Linked DNA regions of Sus scrofa: all the other regions are linked to region 2. Evidence: chromatin contacts called from public HiChIP or PLAC-seq data. All regions are on one chromosome and are shown on one strand. The core of a region is the stretch at or near the end of the contact, and the rest is flanking DNA. Distances in the headings are between cores, read along the strand shown.

Evidence for each region. HiChIP or PLAC-seq counts read pairs in DNA pulled down with a chosen protein or histone mark.
Region 1: an H3K27ac HiChIP or PLAC-seq map of skeletal muscle shows a contact between it and region 2, with 4 times the contacts expected there. The contact joins two enhancer-like sites. A contact is called at or near these places in 2 of 47 Hi-C or Micro-C datasets (retroperitoneal adipose tissue and subcutaneous adipose tissue) and 1 of 2 datasets of contacts at active chromatin or transcription factors (skeletal muscle).
Region 3: a contact with region 2 is called in an H3K27ac HiChIP or PLAC-seq map of skeletal muscle. The contact joins two enhancer-like sites. A contact is called at or near these places in 1 of 47 Hi-C or Micro-C datasets (skeletal muscle) and 1 of 2 datasets of contacts at active chromatin or transcription factors (skeletal muscle).

Annotation. Positions count from the first base shown.
Region 1 is chr1:208,300,860-208,304,613 of Sscrofa11.1, reverse strand. All of the region lies in intron 2 of NFIB (nuclear factor 1 B-type), which reads right to left. Among named protein-coding and RNA genes, the nearest start is that of NFIB, 120 kb to the right of the region's middle. Within about 2 kb of position 2,348, at least 17 of the 83 cell types and tissues checked have an H3K27ac peak or open chromatin away from gene starts, as enhancers often do. A contact at or near this core is called in skeletal muscle, where this site is marked.
Region 2 is chr1:208,899,171-208,903,002 of Sscrofa11.1, reverse strand. No RefSeq gene overlaps it. Among named protein-coding and RNA genes, the nearest start is that of MPDZ, 280 kb to the left of the region's middle. Within about 2 kb of position 1,637, at least 34 of the 83 cell types and tissues checked have an H3K27ac peak or open chromatin away from gene starts, as enhancers often do. A contact at or near this core is called in skeletal muscle, where this site is marked.
Region 3 is chr1:208,362,928-208,366,416 of Sscrofa11.1, reverse strand. NFIB (nuclear factor 1 B-type) reads right to left here. Exons shown (of 12, transcript XM_021063648.1): 6 at 1,875-1,993. Among named protein-coding and RNA genes, the nearest start is that of NFIB, 180 kb to the right of the region's middle. Within about 2 kb of position 1,471, at least 1 of the 83 cell types and tissues checked has an H3K27ac peak or open chromatin away from gene starts, as enhancers often do. A contact at or near this core is called in skeletal muscle, where this site is marked.

The sequences.
Region 1 (3,754 bases), core at 1,099-3,598, 600 kb after region 2:
ATAAAAGACTATGGTTCAAGGGGAAGCAAAGGGGAGTTTAAGAAAAAAAAAAAAAAAATGCTGTTTCTTATCAATGGAAGAAGCTGAAGGTGCAAATTTGGAACCCAAGGCTATAGGTAAACTTTGACAGAACATGTGTTCCACATTAGTAGAGTGTTTGTTAGTCGTGTCAAAAAGGAAGGGGTGTCTGTGAGGCTAGAGCTTTTCAGCAAATTTTGGAAATAATTTAAGGGAAAAAAGGCACAATTATAAAGGTTACCTCGGCCTAACTCTAGAAATGCTAGATAACAATAACCAGAAAAACGTCCAAGGGTATACCATCCTTACCAACAGTGAGAACATATCATAAGATACAAAAGGCATAAAGGATACATTTATATCTAGTCACTTATGATGGAGCATGATAATGTGAGAAAAAGAATGTATATGTGTATGTGTGATGGGGTCACCTTGCTGTACAGTAGAAAACTGAGAGAACACTGTAAACCAGCTATGATGGAAAAAATAAAAATCATTAAAAAAAAAAAAAGGTACAAAGGAAAATTAAACTGAGCTTAGGAAGGAAATGCTATGGACAATTTTACATGAAAAGCCAAAAGAGAATATTGGGGCTCTGTAGAACTTTCCCTGAACCTCCAGGCAGAACATACCATGTTTTCTCTATTAACTGACAACAACCATGAGAATTAGCAGGTGGCTGAGTTTTAGGCACCATAAGAGCTCCATATTCCTCTGATGGAATCTTTTTAAAATAAAAAAGAAAACTGCTTTCTATTTTGAACAATGAGAGACATAAAACTTTTTTCGGATGAAAGGCATCTCTAAGCCCCTTCCCACTGTACACCTCTAAGAAACATCACAGAGCTGTTCCATATACAACCTGCAGTGGCCCGATATGTCATGAGAAAAGACCTTAAAAATCTTAAACTTTAGGGTTCCCATAAAGGACCTTTTTTTGGATAAAGTTTCCTATTAGTTTTATTAGTATTATTATTATTCCAATCTTCTGAAAATGTTTATTGTGGTTGTCGGTTTGCATACAATCTAAAGATTCAAAATAAGATCTAAGACTCCCAAAAGATCAATGGAAGGAAATATGTGGGATAATTTGGTGTTTGGTGACAATAAGTGCTACTTGCTTTATTTTCAATTTCACAATCAGCGGCACCTTCAGTCCACAAGTTTGGGATAGCATCAGAATAATCTGAGATGTTTATTAAATATTCAGATTTCTGGCCATCAGCCCCAGTGGCTGTGTTTCTTACAGCAGTGCTAGGGCCAAGAGAGTGCACGTTTTCTGTTTTTTTTTTTTTTTTTTTTTTTTTCTTTTTCTTTTTATGGCCACACCCATAGCGCATGTAAGTTCCCAGGCTAGGGGTCAAATCAGAGCTGTAACTGCTGGCATACACCACAGCCACAGCAACGCAGGATCCAAGCTGTGTCTACCACTTACACCACAGCTCAAGACAATGCTGGATCCTTGACCCACTGAGTGAGGTCAGGGATTGAGCCCACAACCTCATGGATATGAGTCAGGTTCATTCCTGATGCTCCATAATGGGAACTCTGAGAATGGCCCTTTCAACAGACTTCCCAGGGTCTGATCCCTGGTCTTGCTCAGGGAGTTAAGGATCTGGCATTGCCATGAGCTGTGGTATAGGTCGCAGACACTTCCTGCATTGCTATGGCTGTGGTGTAGGCCAGAAGCTGTAGCTCCAATTCGACCCCTAGCCTGAGAACCTCCATACGCCTCGGGTATGGCCCTAAAAAGCAAAAAAAGCAAAAAAAAAAAAAAAGCATGCAACTATAGAGTCCTAAAAAAATAAATAAATAAACAAAAATGCAGGCCTTTAGCCAAGACTAAGCTCCATTTTTCTACTCTCTCCCTGCCATGGGATGCACCAGGAGCTAGCTTCAGCCAAAAAAATCACGTGTATCATCAATCCTCAAAAGCAAACTGAATCCAAATTCACATTGAAACATTCTGAACTCTATCACACTTCACAGAGCTTTAAATAGAACTCCACTAGAAACAGCACACCCTGACTGGCCAAGGGATTCTTGGGGTTCTGTTGCTTTATCCAAGTGATCCAGAGTGACCCCTGGTTCCACTCTCTGCATGTTCAGTTGTACATTTTTCTCCAAGTTGAGCACAGGAAGATTGAAAGGAAAACAAAAATATTGGCATAGGTGACCTGAGGTTGCTTGACCTTTCCAAAGGAAGATTTTTGGCAACGGTGTCTTGGCAGCTCCCTGGAAGGCAAGGCCAGGACACAAAGAGGAAGACAGGAAGCCGGGAGCTGGCCATGTGTCCTTGGCAGGCAGCATGCGGCAGGGTGAACCACCTCCTCCTTGCCAAACCAGAAACAGTGGGGAAAGCCCAGCTAATTGGCAAGTCACAGCCGGCTACAGTGCACATCCTCCACTTTAAATGCCTGATAAAGTCAAATGTACGCCAGACCCTCATCTGCTTAAATAGGATCCAACTTTACTGTCGGAAACTTAATTTACTCATGTTGGTGCTTCCTCAAGGAAGTGGTGAAGCAGCATTGCAGGGTGGTTAAGGGCTGGGGAGAGAAAACAAAGTAAAGGTGTCCTGGAGTCCAGTATGCTTTGCTTTTGGAAAGGGCTGCATATGTTTGTTAGCAAACGTGCGTTCCACTTGCTCATTTCTTGTTTTCATTCAGAGGAACCTCTGAAGTCCACAGTGCACACTGAGAAGGGACCTTGGTACATTCGAAGGCAACAGGCATTTAAAGAAGGCATTAGCACAGCTCTTTTGCATATCCCAGGAAACCTCAGAGCTGCACCCAGTTTGCAGTCGGCAATTGTTTTTACTTACATGTTAGTTGGTGCAAACATATTTTCTAATATAATCTGTGTGTACTAGCATATATCACCAATTTTGGGTCTCTTACTGCTCAACTGTGGAGTCACACAGTGCAAAGGGGAGCAGAGGGGAATTGTGCAAATAAATTGCTCCTCATGGCTGCTGTTAACAGGATGAATCCTGGGACCTGGGGCCGGGAGCATAATTTTCCCCCAGGGGAATGTCTGAAGGCTTGGTAAGAGCAATTAAAGGGGTGTGCTCAGTGGTTGGGCACATTTCCTTTTATTTTCTATGAGACTGTTCATGCCATCTCCAAAACTCACAAAAAATTTCAAAGTGGCTTCTGTTGCTTTCAATATAGTAGCCAGCGGTGAAGCTAGATGGGAAAAAAATGCTAATCTCCCTCGGAATTAGAAGAGAAAGATTACATATAAACATAACCATGGTTTTCTGCTAGATATTTCTCAAGGTCTACTGACTACTCATCCCATAAGCAACCCAGGACTGCAGTATGACTGAATCTCTCTCACTGAAGTTACACGGAGGGGTAAAAAGCAAAACTTGGTACTCTCTGACCACCATTTAAAATGAGCAAATATAGTCTTTATGCCTAATATCAAGTTTTCAGAGTCAAAATGTCTAGATGTTGTGACCTCATTCCAAAATTACTTTTTTTTTTTTTTTTTTTTTTTTGCTTTTTAGGGCCACACCCACAGCATATGGAGGTTCCCAGGCTAGGAGTCAAATCGGAGCTACAGCTCCCAGCCTACACCACAGCCACAGCAAAGCTGGGATCCAAGCTGTGTCTGGGACCTACACCAGAGCTCACAGCAACACAGGATCCCCGACCCACTGAGGGAGGCCAGGATCTAATCCGCATCCTTAAGGATACCAGTCAGATTTGTTTCCTCTGCACCACAATGG
Region 2 (3,832 bases), core at 388-2,887:
TCAACATTATAATTCACATTGGAATTCATACACTGGAATGAGGTCAACATATATCCGCAATCCCTTTTGCTGTCTGTGTGTAAATTATAGCATACATTTCATGTATAACTCCTACAAATAAAGAATATATTTCAGAGAGTAATCATGAAAATCTATACTTAGCAAAGAAATAATTTTCAGAAGAAAGGTAGAATTGCACAGGTTACGCCTTACCTGCTGACTTGTCTAGCATGAGTTGCACTACAAGATACTTGAGCCTTTGGAGAACCATCCTCCCCTTCAAAAGAGAACTGGCAGGGAGTTCTGGCCAACACTTTTACACAGGGTTCCCTGTGGACAAAATATGTTTAAATGCACTGCTTGCCTCTCTGTGATAAAAGGCATTTTGAGACAAGACTCTATAGAAAAGAGGGCACCAAGTAGGATTTTGAAATCCACGACCACTGAGAAGGGCAAATTCTACTCTTTGTAATCTACTTGGCCACTTATATGCTAAAGGATCAGGCATTATAAGACTAGACAATCATATACTGTAGAAATTCAACTAGGTACAATCCTTTTACATTGTATTCCCATTTGACTTTTAAAAACGGAATCAGGAAATTGAGTAGGTTAGATACTTTATTTAGCTGAACTAGTTTGTTGCTTATTTGTCTTGGTTACAGACTATCAGTAGATTAGGAACTGAAAAGAATGGTATTGAAATAGGGAATTTTTCAGAGATATTTGTGGAGAATTCTAACCTTCTCAGTAGGTTACATCTAGAAGAGGATACATCTAGTGTAGGGGTTGGCAAACTATGGCATGCAGACCAAGTGGGCATGCCATCTATTTTTGCAAATAAAGTTTTATTGAAATAGATCCATGCCATTCATTTACATGTTGTCCATAACAGAATTAAGTTATTGCTACAGAGTTCATATGGACTACCAAGCTTAAAATATTCAGCCCTTTACAAAGAAGTTTTGCCAAGCCCTGATCTAATATATAGCTGTATTTCTTGTGAAAAATATTTTATATTAAAGGAAGAGATGAGCACATATTTCTAAGAAAAGAAGCTAAACTCAAGATTAGAGCATCTTACTACATTCCTCCAACTGAACTCAACACGAAGATATGTAAAGAATTCAAGGACAACAGTACAGTGTCCTTTGTGTATGTGCTGAAGGAACAGTCCATTTTCTCATCTCCATCTGTTATGACACAGTTTCCCCAAGAAAAGCTCTTGATTTTAGCCAGACTGAAAGTGGAAGACATAAGGCACACTGCCTGCTAATCACATTGCTTGGAAGAGAGAAAAAAAAAAAAATTGAAAAGAATGTTTCCCTCTAATCATCTTTTCCTGTAAGTGGATTGTTTGAGAGATATTAAAATAGCTGAAGCAGCCTGGAAAATGGAGCTTAAAAAACAAACAAGCCCAGCATGCTCTAAGTTCAAAAGGTCTCTTGCGTATTCACTATCAATCACTCTATACATATTTTATTTAACCTTCTGTAAATATTGTCATTGTAGAGTGCTTTGGACAGGCTAATGCGCTGTGATGTTTTGTTAATGGAAACAGAGAAAATGATGCAGGAGGCCATCCCAGACAGGAAGAAGAGGAGGCAGATGAGGAAGGGGCAGACCAAAGGCAGAGCCCAGGGTGTTGGAGAGGTGAGGCCAGGACACTGTGTGGAGCTGACTTCTTCATTAGCAGTAACTGGAGCCCTGCCAGAACATTCCAAAAGACTAAACTCAACTTCAGAGCCTATCAGTCTCCCCACCCCCCTTCCTCACTTCTCTCTCTCAGCTTAGCCAAAAAGCACATATTGTTATTTTTTCCACATTCTAATGCTCTCCTTTCCAGTAGAAAGTCAGTAGGCAGAAATGGCCAGTCTATTTCAGTTCTGGGTCATCAAAGGCCCTCTAGGCTGCTCCTCTTAGGTAAGAGTTGTAGCTTTCATGTTCTCCTGTTTTGAGGATTTTGTTCCCCCATGCTGGAGGCATCTGGTGGTTCTAGAATGTGGGTATATGTCTCCCTACTTCCTGCCATCCCTCAGCAGCCCCACAGGGCTATTTGGGCAGGGGCTCTGAGCCTTGGGGAGCCATCTCTGAGCCTTGTGCCTTCCTTTCTTCTTTTCTTAAAAAGCAACACTGCCATGGCCTGAACTCCTGATGTGTTTTCGTCCTCCCCTCCCTTCCTTTTTCTCTCCCCCTCCTCCAGCTCCCTCTCCCTCCCTTTCCTCTTTCTGTTGTTGTTGTTTTTGTTGTTGTGTTTCCCACAGCAAAAAAGCTGCCCCGGGAGAGCTCAAGTCCACGTTGGCGGGCTCCCATTTGTGGTGCAGGTGTGCCGGAGCCCTCCGCCGTGTTGTCACCACAGCAACCCTCAGCTCTAATCTGCTGAATATGAAAGGAAGAAACAGAAAGAGAAAAGCCATCCACCCCCTTCTGCTCCATCCATGGGTCCAAAAGAAGGATACTGGCTCCAAGCATTCCTAATAATCCCCCAGCCATCGCCCAGGCAACAGTCACAGGGAGCTAGCGCTTGGTGGGGAGACAGAGAGAGAGGGGGGCGGGGGTCCCCTCCCAAGTTCCAACCTCCTTCTCTGCTTCTTCCATCCTGGGTCTCCTAATGGCCTCTCACAAACCCATGTCCCACTTCTGACCTCCCTGCTCCTAGGTCATCAACTCACAGAGGGGATCATTTCATCATATTCTTCCAATGGTACCGAAACAACAGTGTGTGTGTGTGTGTGTGTGTGTGTGTGTGTGTGTATGTTCTATCAGATGAGCTGTTTATGTGCTGAAAGATGGAGAAGGCCCAAGAATTTTCCTTCTCAGAGCTAGCAGTGGAAAAAGCTGTCCCTTGCTACTTTGCTCCTTGCATGAATTCAGCTGTTCCTGGGCTTGCAGAGGGTTTATAGGCTGGTCGTCCTCTAGCCCCATACCCAGCAGTGAAAGCTCACATTTGTCTTACCACCATCATGTTGATGCAGCTGGGCTTGACACTGCTTACCTCAGCAATTTTCTTTTTTCTTTTTCTTTTTTTTTTTTTTTTTGGTTGAAAGACAGAAGGCTTCCTTGTGATCCCAGCCTTTTCCTATCAAATGACACTCAGCCACGGTTTGGGTGACTTATTTACTGGCACTGGACCAGGAAAAACAAAAATGAACGTTCACAACTAATAAATCCTCTGGCTTAGATAGCTGCAGCAACAGTGGTGGGATTACATCAAAATGTTCAGTGTGATACTGCAGGGCTCCCTGGCAGTGTGGAACCAAGTAAGTCAGGGGTAGGAAAAGGGGGTCGAAGACAGGAACAGAGAAATGTTTTATACTCTGGGTCTCAGACACACTCAAACACTTTGAGCTTGAATCACACAATGTGCTTCTTGGTTGAAGATTCTAAATGGAGGCAGGAGGAGATAATGTATTGGAGTCATTAGAATAGGAGATGGCTCAACTTGCCACCTTTCTGTTTGATAAGTCACACTCATCTTCACCATGGTGAAGGTGTCCAGCCCAGACAGATGGGACAGCAAAAATCACAGCTTTCTCAGCTGCACTGAAAGAAACTATTTTTACAGAGGACATAAGGTCAAGAATGTTTAGCAAACAAAATGGTTTGTCATCCACTCCTAGATAATTCTCCAAGGACCCTCCTCCTTCAAGGTCCCTACTGAAAGTGAGGGCATTTTTTTAAGGCTAGTGTGACAGTGTTTTTATTTGTTTTGGAATTGATCTTCTGGACAGAAGCACATTTTTTTTCATTAGTATAAATCCAGAAAAATCCAACCACAAAACCATTGACTTTGGCTAAGTTTTCCTCATTTTCTCCCCCATGACCACCTCTA
Region 3 (3,489 bases), core at 222-2,721, 540 kb after region 2:
ACACTTCTGAACAACGCATCCATTCCCACCCATTCACAATGTTATTATTATTATCATTAGAATCTTTCCCAGAACAATTTTTGAATGGTGAAAATATGGCTTTGTTTAGAAAAAACTGACAATGTCAGTAAAACACTCAATACAATATAAAGGGTTGAGGGTTTTGCTTTTATTCTCACTTCTGCAAGTCTGGTGAAGTTCCTGTTACTTTTTGCCTTTGCTAATGAGACTGGCGTCCTGCCCATCAATGGTTCATGTATCCAACAGATATTTGTTTGCCCCTACTATGCATCGAGTGTCGTGCATGGTTACCAGGCTCTTGTTATACCATAGCCAAAACAGATAAAAGTCCCTGCCCTCATAATGCAGACAGATTTACACAATCCCAGAAGCAAATATGGAACTACATATTATGAGTACAGTGAAGGAACAATACTAGGTGTTAAGAGAGAAAGACCTTATTTCACTTGAAATCCCTCAGTTTAGACTGTGACCTGAAAGATGACCAAGAATTTGCCAGATGAACAGTTAAAAGAGGAACACACTGGAGGTTAGGGCTTATATTAAGATTTGGGGTGTTACATTTCCAAATCTAAACAAAGCAGCAGGCTTAAGTGCAAGAAGGAAATAGACAGCTTCTGCTGGGGCTGGGGCAGTGGTCAGAGGCCAGAGGGCAAAAAAAGGTCTATGGATTATATGAGGAAATTCTGACTTTCTCCTAGGTAGAGATGGAAGTGAATGAAGCAGGAGAATGATATGACATTGTTCTGTTTTATTTTTTTGCTTTTATTTTTAGGGCTGCACCTGTGGCATATGGAAGTTCCCGGGCTAAAGGTCAAATTGGGGCCCTAGCCTCTGGCCTATGCCAGAGCTATGGCAACACCGGATCTGAGTCGTATCTGTGAGCTACACCACAGCTTGTGGTAATGCCAGATCCTTAACCCACTGAGCAAGGCCAGGGTTAGAACCTACACCCTCACAGATACTAATCAGGTTCTTAACCTGCTGAGCCACAAGAGGAACTCTGACATGATTATGTTTTAAAATAAGGTTTTGTCTACTGTGGGAAGAAGACACTGGGGAGGGGGAGGGGGTCTCAGAGCCAAAACTCTCCAGCTGATTTTCAAAAAGAATAAAAATAAATAAAAATTGTAGTGAGCTAATCTATTTCCATGTTTAATAATAACGGCAAAAAGGCATGAGCATGTCCAATGAAATATATTTACTCCAATAGACTTTAAGCATGAAAAAGAGCTAAGCATGAATTCAGAGAGCCACATAACCCCTATTTCTTCAAGTTATATTTTTTCCTCAGAGCTGCCCTAGAACCAGGTGATAATTTTATCTAGAAAGAATAACTCAAGTGACTCAGATGTCACGTGTCTCCCATTACACTTTTATTTATTGCTGATGTTGTACCTACTTCCAAGAGGAAGTACAGCTTCCTCTAAATGGGAACTTTCAGTAACTGGCACTTGCAAACTGCTTAAAGCTTGGCTCCTTCTTAAAACACCCCATAGAGAGCAGCAAACTGATCTAACTGAATCTGAACTAGTGCTTCTGCTGCAATCCAACCAACTAATGTAGACAGATCACCACCAGTCACATACAAAGTGAAGGTTCTAAAAGATCATTTTGTCCAGAGGAAAAAAGTTCAAAAAACATATAGAAGTGTGGGATTTTTGTACCTTTACTTTAACAACCTTTGACTAGTGTTACCTTAAAATGTTATGTTAAAAATACCTTTACTGCAATCATCTCATGAAGAAAATATAATCCATACTAATTCAATCATGAAATTTTGACTAAATGAAACTTATGAAATGAATCGACATTTTACTCTATTTCCCTAGAGACAACTCCTTCCTCCTCACCTTGATCTCTTTCATGCCATGTTCGACTTCCAGCAGCTGGTGAATTCGGAGAGGGATAAAAGTCTCCTGTAGGACTTGGTTCCATGTTTTCATCTATGGATATAGTTTTGGGTCTTTTGCTGTTAAAATATGATGACAGTTAACATTAATAGGATTTCTGGGAAGATATGTGGCATTTGAAAGTATATAATTTGAGAAGATTCTTTCTGTGGAAATGTCCATAAATACAAGAAAAAGTATCTCAGATTCATTATAAAATAATGGTAAGTATTCAAGTCATCAACAGTAGTAAACATTTCTAGTTGTACATATCATTTATTATACCACAATATAATTGTTCCTGCCTAACAAATATGACATTTGTTATATCTACCCTTTTAAAAATTGAAGTATAGCTGATTTAAAATGTGGTGTTGTGTTTACCTTTTGAAATATATTTCCAGAAGTAAACTAGTATTTTCAGTTGTAAAAAATAAATTCTGAATGTGATAAGTATATTAATTTTAGAACCATTGTTATGATTTTACCTGCCTCATAATAATTATCAATATTAATCATGCTCATCTTGCCATCAACAATGTAATTCTTTCATATCAATTCAAAGGTAAGTAAACTCCTTAGCCTTCCTAAGCTCAGTTTAAATCATCTGTAAAATGGAAATAATAAAACCTAGTTCAAAGGGGAATGGCTGAGAGGATTAAATGAGTTTTTAAATGAGTTTTTAAACATAAAGCGCAGTGCATTTAGTGGCTGGCATTTAGAAGGTACTTATTAAATAGTAATTATTAGTAGTAACCTATCAATAATATTAAACATTTTGTGGTACTTTACTGATTATAAACTATTTTGTACATTCTTACTGAGCTTTTCCTAAAAAATTAGGTTATTGATCCTTTATTCCTAAGATCAACCACAAAAAAATGGGGTATTGCCAAATTCAAACCAAATGGTATACTTTTATTTTTATTTATTTATTTAGTCTTTTTGTCTTTTCTAGGGCCATGTGCGGCATATGGAGGTTCCCAGGCTAAGGATCTAATTGGAGCTGCAGCTGCCGGCTTATGCCAGAGCCACAGCAATGTGGGATCCAAGCCACAACGCAACCTACACGACAGCTCACAGCAACGCCAGATCCTTAACTCACTCTGAGTGAGGCCAGGGGTCAAACCCGCAACCTCATGGTTCCTAGTCAGATTTGTTAATCACTGAGGCATGAAGGGAACTCCCCAAATGATATACTTTTAAAATAACATTTTAATAAAAAAAAAACATGGCTTTATCTCAATTATTAAGAAAAATGAATATTTAGAGTAGAGATTAAAAAAGCTATTCTATGGCACATACCATAATACTTTATATGTTGCTATCATGTACCTCCAATACCCCATTAAACAATCATAAGTATGAAAATGGATTTTTTTCCTTAAACTAAAAAAAAAATTCTTATCCACACCTACGCAAGTAAAAATTGAAAAAGATATCTTCTGAATGAACTTTATGCAGTGGTAATAAACATATGTCACAGGATTTCAGAGTTGGAATTGACTTTAGAAGCCATAGACATAAAACAATCCTCCATTTCCTTACAAGCAAGGAGATAAATTTGGAGAAGATC